2 separate regions of the Sus scrofa genome follow, and region 2 is linked to region 1. Evidence: chromatin contacts called from public Hi-C data. All regions are on one chromosome and are shown on one strand. Each heading gives the region's core, a stretch centred on a gene start, on an enhancer-like site or on the middle of the called end of the contact. The rest is flanking DNA. Distances are from core to core; before and after follow the strand shown. Region 1 holds the start of LOC102159152 (mas-related G-protein coupled receptor member X2-like). Region 2 holds the start of NADSYN1 (glutamine-dependent NAD(+) synthetase).

Region 1 (3,761 bases), core at 521-3,020:
GAACACGAGCGAGTCACTGGCAGCCTAGCCGTCAAGGTCCGGTGTCACTGCTGCGGCGAGGGCTGTTGCTGTGGCTTGGGGTCGATCCCTGGCCCGTTAACATCCACGTGTCTCAGGAATGGCTGAAAAAAACAAAACCCTGAAAACTGGCAGAGTTTCGCCTGTAAGGCAAGGTTGAAACGGACCCTCCGAGGCCGGCGAGTGACGCGACGATGCTGCTTGACACACGTTCTGCAGGATGATCCGACAGTGGTTCCAAAGGCTCAGGTGCGTGTGTGCCTTTGGTTTCAGACACCAAAAGAGCTGCTTCCAGAGGTTCTTAGTTTTTTTGCACAGAGAAGGGAACTCTTAGGGGCTGCCTTGGGGAGCTCTCTGCTGACGATGAGGCATGGTTACTACCTGGAAATTGTGGGTGCCATGCTTCAGGAACCTGCGTCCATCCTTCTCCTCCTTGCCAATGGGGGGCACCTTCCCATCTTCCCCGTACTCCACCTCCTCGCCCAGGGCTCCCCGGAGGACCACCTCGAGGGGCTTGCTCGGCCGCTTCCTGTGAAGGCCACCGATGAGGTAGAAGGCAGGGTTAGCCGTGCTGTTGACACAGGACAGGAGGACACAGAGGTCGTTGAGGGTGTGATCTCTCGTTTTGGCCACGGCGAACCTGATGATGCTGAGGGGCAGACCGAAGAGGAAGAAGCCCAGGACAGAGAGCAGAAGGACCACGTAGAGCTTTGGGGGATGCTGCTGCTGGGCGCTGGCCTGGAGGCGGCAGAGCAGCAGCAGACTGGACGCGCCCAGGATGGAGAACAGGAGGAAGACCCAGGCGGCGGTGGCGGTCACAAGCGCGGGACAGAACTCTGTCTCTGGGATGAGTAACTGACCACAGGCGTGGCCTCTCAGGATATTGATCAAAAAGGTCAGAATCCAGAGGAGGACGCTCACGATGGCCGACAGGTGCTCGGGGCAATGGCACCGATACCAAATCGGGAAGAGGACGGACAGACAGCGCTGGAAGCCGATGGCCGTCAGGATGCCCAGGCCAGTGAAGTAGAAGAAGAACGTCAGGACCACGAAGACCTCGGGAAGGTGAAAGCACCGTCGGAGGAAAAACCTCAGGATTTGGCGGACAGAGAACATAATCTGGAAGCAAAGATGCATGAAATCTGCGATGGCCAGATTGGAGCTGTAGACGAAGAAGGAGCTCTTCTGGGCCGACAGATGGACAAACCCGATGACCAGTCCATTTCCCACCAGCCCGCAAAGGGCCACAGCTACCGTGATGGACCGGAAGGCCACGTGGCCAGTGAGCCCCAATCCTGCAGCCAGCTCTGCGGCCTCAGTGCCAGACGGATTACTTGTCTTGCAGTAGTTGTCCATGGTGAGGGGGTCCGAGCTCAGGAGGACTCCACTGGGTCCTTTGGACCGGTGACCCCTGGCCCTCCTGGGGAGTCAGAGATGACATGCAGACACTCCGGCATGCAGGGAGGGCCCTGGCTCTCCCCCGCCTGTATTCCTCGTCTCTCCTCCCCTCCTTTCCTCCCTTCTTGCCCCTTCGCCCCATCGCTCTCTCTTACTCTTCCCCTTCCCTCAGTTTCCCACCTCCAGGCCCAGCCACACGCATCCCGAGTACCAGACCTTCCTGTGGTTCTGAGCTCTCCCTAAGGGATGAGCCAAGAGCCCAGCTGCATCCTCTTGAGCTGGACCCTTGGGCATCGGCATGGCTCACTCACTCAATCGTCTCCGCATCTAACCAGCTGGTTCGCTTGTGTCCTCTCTCCCTCAGGCTCTGAGCAAAATGCGAGGTGGAAGCAGGTGGGGAGACCCAGTCTCTGCCTGCAAGGACCCCGAGGTCACAACCACTGACGGGACAGTATGATTGGAACTCTAGCCCTCGGGGGACAGTTGACCCTTGAAGACCTGGTAGACGTTACCAAGGAGGATGGCACCCAATGCAGAGAAACCACTTGAAGAAGGGCCAGAGGCTTGGGGGAGCATGTCCACGCCGAGGGTGGAACGCTCAGTACGGTTAGTACATGAAAAGGAGTTCAGGGTACAGGGGAGAGGATGACGGAAGATGGCAAGGTGTGTGGAGGCATCTGGTCTGCCTCCATACCTGTGTCCAGGTGGCAGGCCCACTGACCTCGGTGGAGGAAGTCAGCTAAGTATCATATGATAGCACCTCTATGTGGACTCGAATAAAGAATGATACAACAGAGCTTTTTTATAAAACAGAAACAGACTCCTAGATTTCAAAACCAGTCTTATGGTCGCCATAGGGGAAACCGTTGTGGGAAGGGAAGAATCGGGAGGGTGACAATGACATGGACACGCCACTGTATAAAATAGATGATTGATGAGAAGCTACCACAGAGCACAGGAGAACCTACCCAAGAGTGTGTAATAACCTAGAGGGGGAAAAAGAATGGATGTATGAATACGTGTGCCTGATTCACTTTGCTGAACACCTAAAACGAATATAACATTGTAAGCCAACTAAACCCCAATAAAACAAAATAAAATAAAACATGTAATTAATAAAAGGACCAAGGGATACAGAGAAAAGGAAAGGGTGCAGAGGAAGAAACCAGAAGCGAGTGATGTCTGAGGAGCTAAGGGGGGGCACAGACGCAGAGGAGGGTCGGCAGTCCCGTAGAAAGCCCTTGAAGTTTGAACCCATGAACTATATCAGTAGTATGAAGGATTGAGCATGTTTGGGATGGTTTTAGAGTGTAGACCCATAATGCACTAGCAACAATATTCTAGGGACATGAAGGAGAAAACTGTAGGAGGTTGATGTCATCACGAATAACTTACGGTGCTCACCAAAATATCCTGGGCACTGTTTGCCCAAGGAGCCCGCGCCCTGGGGCCAGTCCACTGCTTCGATGGCTGGAGAGTGGTCAGGACACCAAGGCCATCTTCTCTGTGATAGGTCCTAGGCTGCTTCTTCGCCGAGCCCTGTGACTGCCGACTCTGGTAGCTGTTCCATTTCAGACTCTCATGGTTTAAGGTATTAGTCTCTCCACGCCATGTAGTCCTAAGGCAGAAATGGCATAAGTCACTCCATGAAATCATTGGATGAGAATGCTGGGGTGAGGCGGGCTGAGCAGGGAGGAGAGCAAACACATGGTAGCTAAAATGGGGAAACCCCTGGGGAATCATGCAGAAGGGCATGACCAGGGCATCACTGTTTGCAATCAAGACATCAGACCAAAGCCCAGAGGGCAGGGAGAGAGAAGCTGGATGAACCTCAGAGCCGTGGCAGGTTGGAAAGCCAGGGTGAGAACAGCAGAGGCACCAGAGAGGGCACAGATGCTCTGGCTCCGGAGCAGAGGCTGGCTCAACACCTGGGGGAAATTCAGAGAAGCGTAGGAGGTGGATGGCTCACGCTTCCCTTTGGTGCTGGCCCTGGAACCGGTTCCAGGAGGCACCTTCTCTGGAACTCTCACCCTGGGGGCATCTGCTCCGTGCTGGGACCACTGAGCCACTCTCGGGGCTCCTGAGGAGAGTGGAGCTCGGAGGGTTACCAAGGTGGTTCAAGGTCCCTTGTTTTATCCTGTGTGGGGTCATTGGCCAATCAGAGGCCGAGTGTCACCCCGGGATATCTCAGGATCACTATTGCATCCTCTGCATTTCCTCCTCTGTTATCTCATCCTCACATTTGGCTTCTGTCTCAATATTCTCAGAATCACTCTCCTGTAACTTTTTTTTTTTTTTTTACTGCCACTCCTGCAATACATGGAAAATTCCTTCCAGATCTCCTG
Region 2 (3,761 bases), core at 873-3,372, 43 kb before region 1:
ATATAGTTCTTCAGGTCTGTTTACCTTTAGCCAATTATCTTAATTTATCTCTCACCCCTGACTGCACACAGGACCCTCCCCGACAAGTGTGAGCACCTTTTGGCAAAGATGGATTCCAGCGCAAAGGGTGCCGGGACGGTATCCAGACTTACTATGGCCTGGCGCCCCTCCCTTTCCGACCCTTAGGAGTCTTACTGCGCATGTGTAACTGGGGGGGGGTCTCCTTGACCCACCGAAGTGGTCATCTGATCTTTCCATTGCAGCCGAGCTCAGCTCCTGCAATTCGCTTTTTCCTTGAGCCTCAGAGAGAAACAAGGCAACAAGTCCCAGCTGTTCTCAGCACGGGGGCCGGTCACCGTCACCTCCAAGCTCAACAGCAGGAGGCAACGTGGTGTCACTTTCACTTTGTCCCCTTGTTGACGGTAAGTCTGAGAGTGAGGCTCAGATGGTTTCTGCCAGGAGTCTCCATTGCTCCTTTTATGATTACTGAGTCATCTGCGGAATGGCTGAGACTGTGTAAATGCACGGCCTCCAAAGACGCTTCGTCCAGGAATCTAGCATTTAACGATGACTCCTGCCTGAGTCAAACTCCCCGATGCAAAAGGGCAATATTTTCTAACCTCACTGGCATTTTTCTGTAAAGAATTTCCCTCTCTTATTTCATTTTTTTGTCAACACGGAGCAATAGATTTTTTTGCATATGGAGTTATGATCCTGAACTTTCACTTCCTTTTTTTTTTTTTCTGTTTTGGCTGCCTTGTGGCCTATGGAGTTCCCAGGCCAGGGATCAGACTCAAGATGCAGTTGTGACCTATGCAGAAACTGTGGCAACGCGGGATCCTTTAACCCACTGTGCAGGCCAGGGATTGAACCTGTCCCAGCGCTGCAGAGACGCCAGCCAACCTGTTGTGAAACAGCAGGAACTTTTTTTTTTTTTTCTTTTTCCATTTACTTTTTTTTGAAGTCATTATCTTTGGATATTCAGTTTGTCCCATATTTGGCCAGTGGGAACCCCTTCAACTGACTCTTTTTTCCCCCAAATAATATATTCCCCCCATTTTTCAAGAACGTCCTTATTTTCTGCTGCAACCAGACCCTGGAGGATTTGCTCCTTCCTTCTCAGAAGCACAGAACCAGCCATTGTTGGCAGGAGATACCTGAGCAAAGGCCAGAAAGAGCTGAGAGATTTCTGGGAATGAAAACTACCCCCGAGGGTTGAAGTGAAGTGTTATGAATTAACACATGAACATTTTTGTGCTTTTCCGAAATTTCCAAATTTTCCATCACGAACAAGGATGACTTTATCAACGAAACAAGTCTGAAAACGCGTACCTGCGGCAGAGGCAGCCTTGCAAACCGGGAGAAAAGGATGACCTGTCCATCCAGGATGGTCAGCCAGCTACTTGCTCCTGTGGGGAAAGGATGGATTCCTACCCTAAGGGAACTAAAGGCTGGAAGGCGAAAAGGAAACTTGAAAAACCGCTGGAGTGAACAGGTTCAAATGCGGCGGGAGAGAACACTGTCATCAGTATGATAACACCACGCAGTTATCATACTGAGTAAGGCTGCGCATCTATGTTCCCTGGCAGGCAAGCCTGGGTGGGTGTAAGTGCGTATGTGCTGGCACAACGCTGCTGGTAACTTCAGTGTCCTTCTGTTTATGAACGGTTCACGAGCGCTTTCTTCCTCCCACGGGATGCCAAGTGCAGAAAAAAGGAACCCAACATAACTAATATTACAGAGGAAACACCCAAATTGCACAAGGGCATTACGACGCAGTTTGCAGGGAGCTGTGGATAAAACAGGGGCGGTGGGCAGCGCTCCCGGACCTGGCGACACAGTTCCGCCCACCTGGGTCAGCGTAGGGGCGGCGCGGGCTGGGCGTGCTGCGCATGGGCACACGCCTTTCAGTGGGGCGCCCTTCTGCGCAGGCGCGGCGGTGAGGGGCGCTCGCGGGCGGGGCGGGGTGAGCTGGGGGTCACGGCCGGGCGATCTGGGGGCGTGGCCTGACGCCACCAGCTCTGCGGTCCTGTCTGGGTCTCCGCTCTTCCGGCGGGGCGGGGCGAGCCGGGGGCGGGGCGGGGCGAGCCGGGGGCGGGGCGGGGCGGTCGGGGGCGGGGCCGGGCGGGGCCGGGCTACCTGGGGCGTGACGCCGCCGTCCTGTCCCTGCAAGGCCTGGCCCGATCCCGCGGGGCGACCCGGAAGGGCTGGACCCGCCAGCGACTCTCGCTAGGATAGAAAAACTCGCTGTCCGGCCGGCCTTTCGCGCGGGCTCCTGCAGCCAGGATGGGCCGGAAGGTGACCGTGGCCACCTGCGCGCTCAACCAGTGGGCCCTGGACTTCGAGGGCAATTTGCAAAGGATTTTAAAGAGTGAGTCTGGGGGCGGCTGGGGAGGAGGATTGGAGGTCCGTTCTGGCCGGCCCGGCTTGCTTGTGGCCCTCAGACAGCCTTGCTCTGGAGAAAGTCGCCCGGGGCGTGGGGACAGATAAGATACCCTATCTTACCGTGACTAGGTCCGTGCTGTACGAGCCCAGGTCCCTGTGAATAGGGGGTGGGTAACAGTGCCTGGGGACACGAGGAATGGACACGCGGTAAGACGAGTGAGGCCGTGGAGGTCGAGATGGGAGGGGCGAGCCTGTCCTCAACTATCCCTGGGGTCTCTGGTGGCATTTCGAGAGCTGAGCTGCCCAGAGGTGTGTGAGGGGAGAGAGAGAGGGCGGCCAAGCCCCCGCGGGGAAGTCTTGAAGAAAAGCCCACGGTGGGCGGGTCCCTGATGCCTGAGGACCTTCCTGGGGGGTGGACATTGAGGAAAACCCACCCAAAGAGGGAGGGGGTGGGGCGAGCCCACCAGCTCAGAGACGGGGGTGTGGTCCTGTGTGTGGGGTCGCCATGCAGTTATCGTTTTTTGCATCCTCTTTGAGTTTGCACTGTTCACACCTAAACCTGCAGTGGGGGCTGCCCGAGTTGGATGGTGCCCCCTGCTGGTGCCTTCGGGTCCTGCTTCCTCCCCACACCTGATCTTCTGCATCGGCTGTTATTAACCCGCCAGGGTGTGACCCCATGGCCTCCCTCCCCCGCCCCTTGGTGCTAAAGGTCAGCCCTGCAGGCCCTGCCTGGATCTCACTCCCGCCGCTGTCAGCAGGGTCTGGGAGGTGACCTTTGGTTTCTTAAGACACCCACGGCTGCGGTTTTGAGTCCGCCTTTGGACACATTGGCGGTGCTGAAGTTGCCCCTCTTCCTCTCTCTTTGTACATGTAGGTATTGAAATTGCGAAACACAAAGGAGCAAAATACAGGCTTGGACCGGAGCTGGAAATATGGTGAGAGCAGAGAACACAGACACCCCCCCCCAGGACGGGCAGGTAGAGGCGTCTGTGTCAGCTCCTCTTGGCCGAGAGGGTATTGAGGGCCTCAGACACGCAGGCCCTTTTTCGGGACCCTCAGAAACCCGAGTGGGCCCGCTTGGTGCCCTCAAACAAGAGCAGGCCCGGCAGGGCTGGGAGAGCCTCGCTTCCTACGTCGAGCAGCATCGGAGCTCATGAAGGAGCTGACTCGTCGCAGTCTGCGCGGCTTTCTTTCTTTTTTTTTTAGGGCTGCACACACAGCATATGGAGGTTTCCTGGCTAGGGGTTGAATTGGAGCTGCAGCTGCCAGCCTGCACCACAGCCATGGCACCACGTGGCAGGATCCAAGCCACGTCTGTGACCTACCCACAGCCCACGGCAACACCAGATCCCCTACCCACTGAGCGAGGCCAGGGA

Evidence for each region. Hi-C and Micro-C count contacts between places; a contact is called where the count stands out from the background.
Region 2: a Hi-C map of liver shows a contact between it and region 1, with 16 times the contacts expected there. The contact joins the promoter of NADSYN1 here to the promoter of LOC102159152 in region 1. A contact is called at or near these places in 1 of 5 promoter capture datasets (liver) and 2 of 47 Hi-C or Micro-C datasets (fibroblasts and liver).

The regions. Positions count from the first base shown.
Region 1 is chr2:2,327,270-2,331,030 of Sscrofa11.1, reverse strand. It overlaps LOC102159152 (mas-related G-protein coupled receptor member X2-like), which reads right to left and starts at 1,770. Exons shown (of 1, transcript XM_005660597.2): 1 at 321-1,770. The coding sequence starts at 1,374. The coding sequence ends at 349. It overlaps LOC106509286, which reads left to right. Exons shown (of 5, transcript XM_013994001.2): 5 at 1-157. The coding sequence ends at 126.
Region 2 is chr2:2,370,717-2,374,477 of Sscrofa11.1, reverse strand. It overlaps NADSYN1 (glutamine-dependent NAD(+) synthetase), which reads left to right and starts at 2,122. Exons shown (of 21, transcript XM_021082640.1): 1 at 2,122-2,371; 2 at 3,260-3,320. The coding sequence starts at 2,287.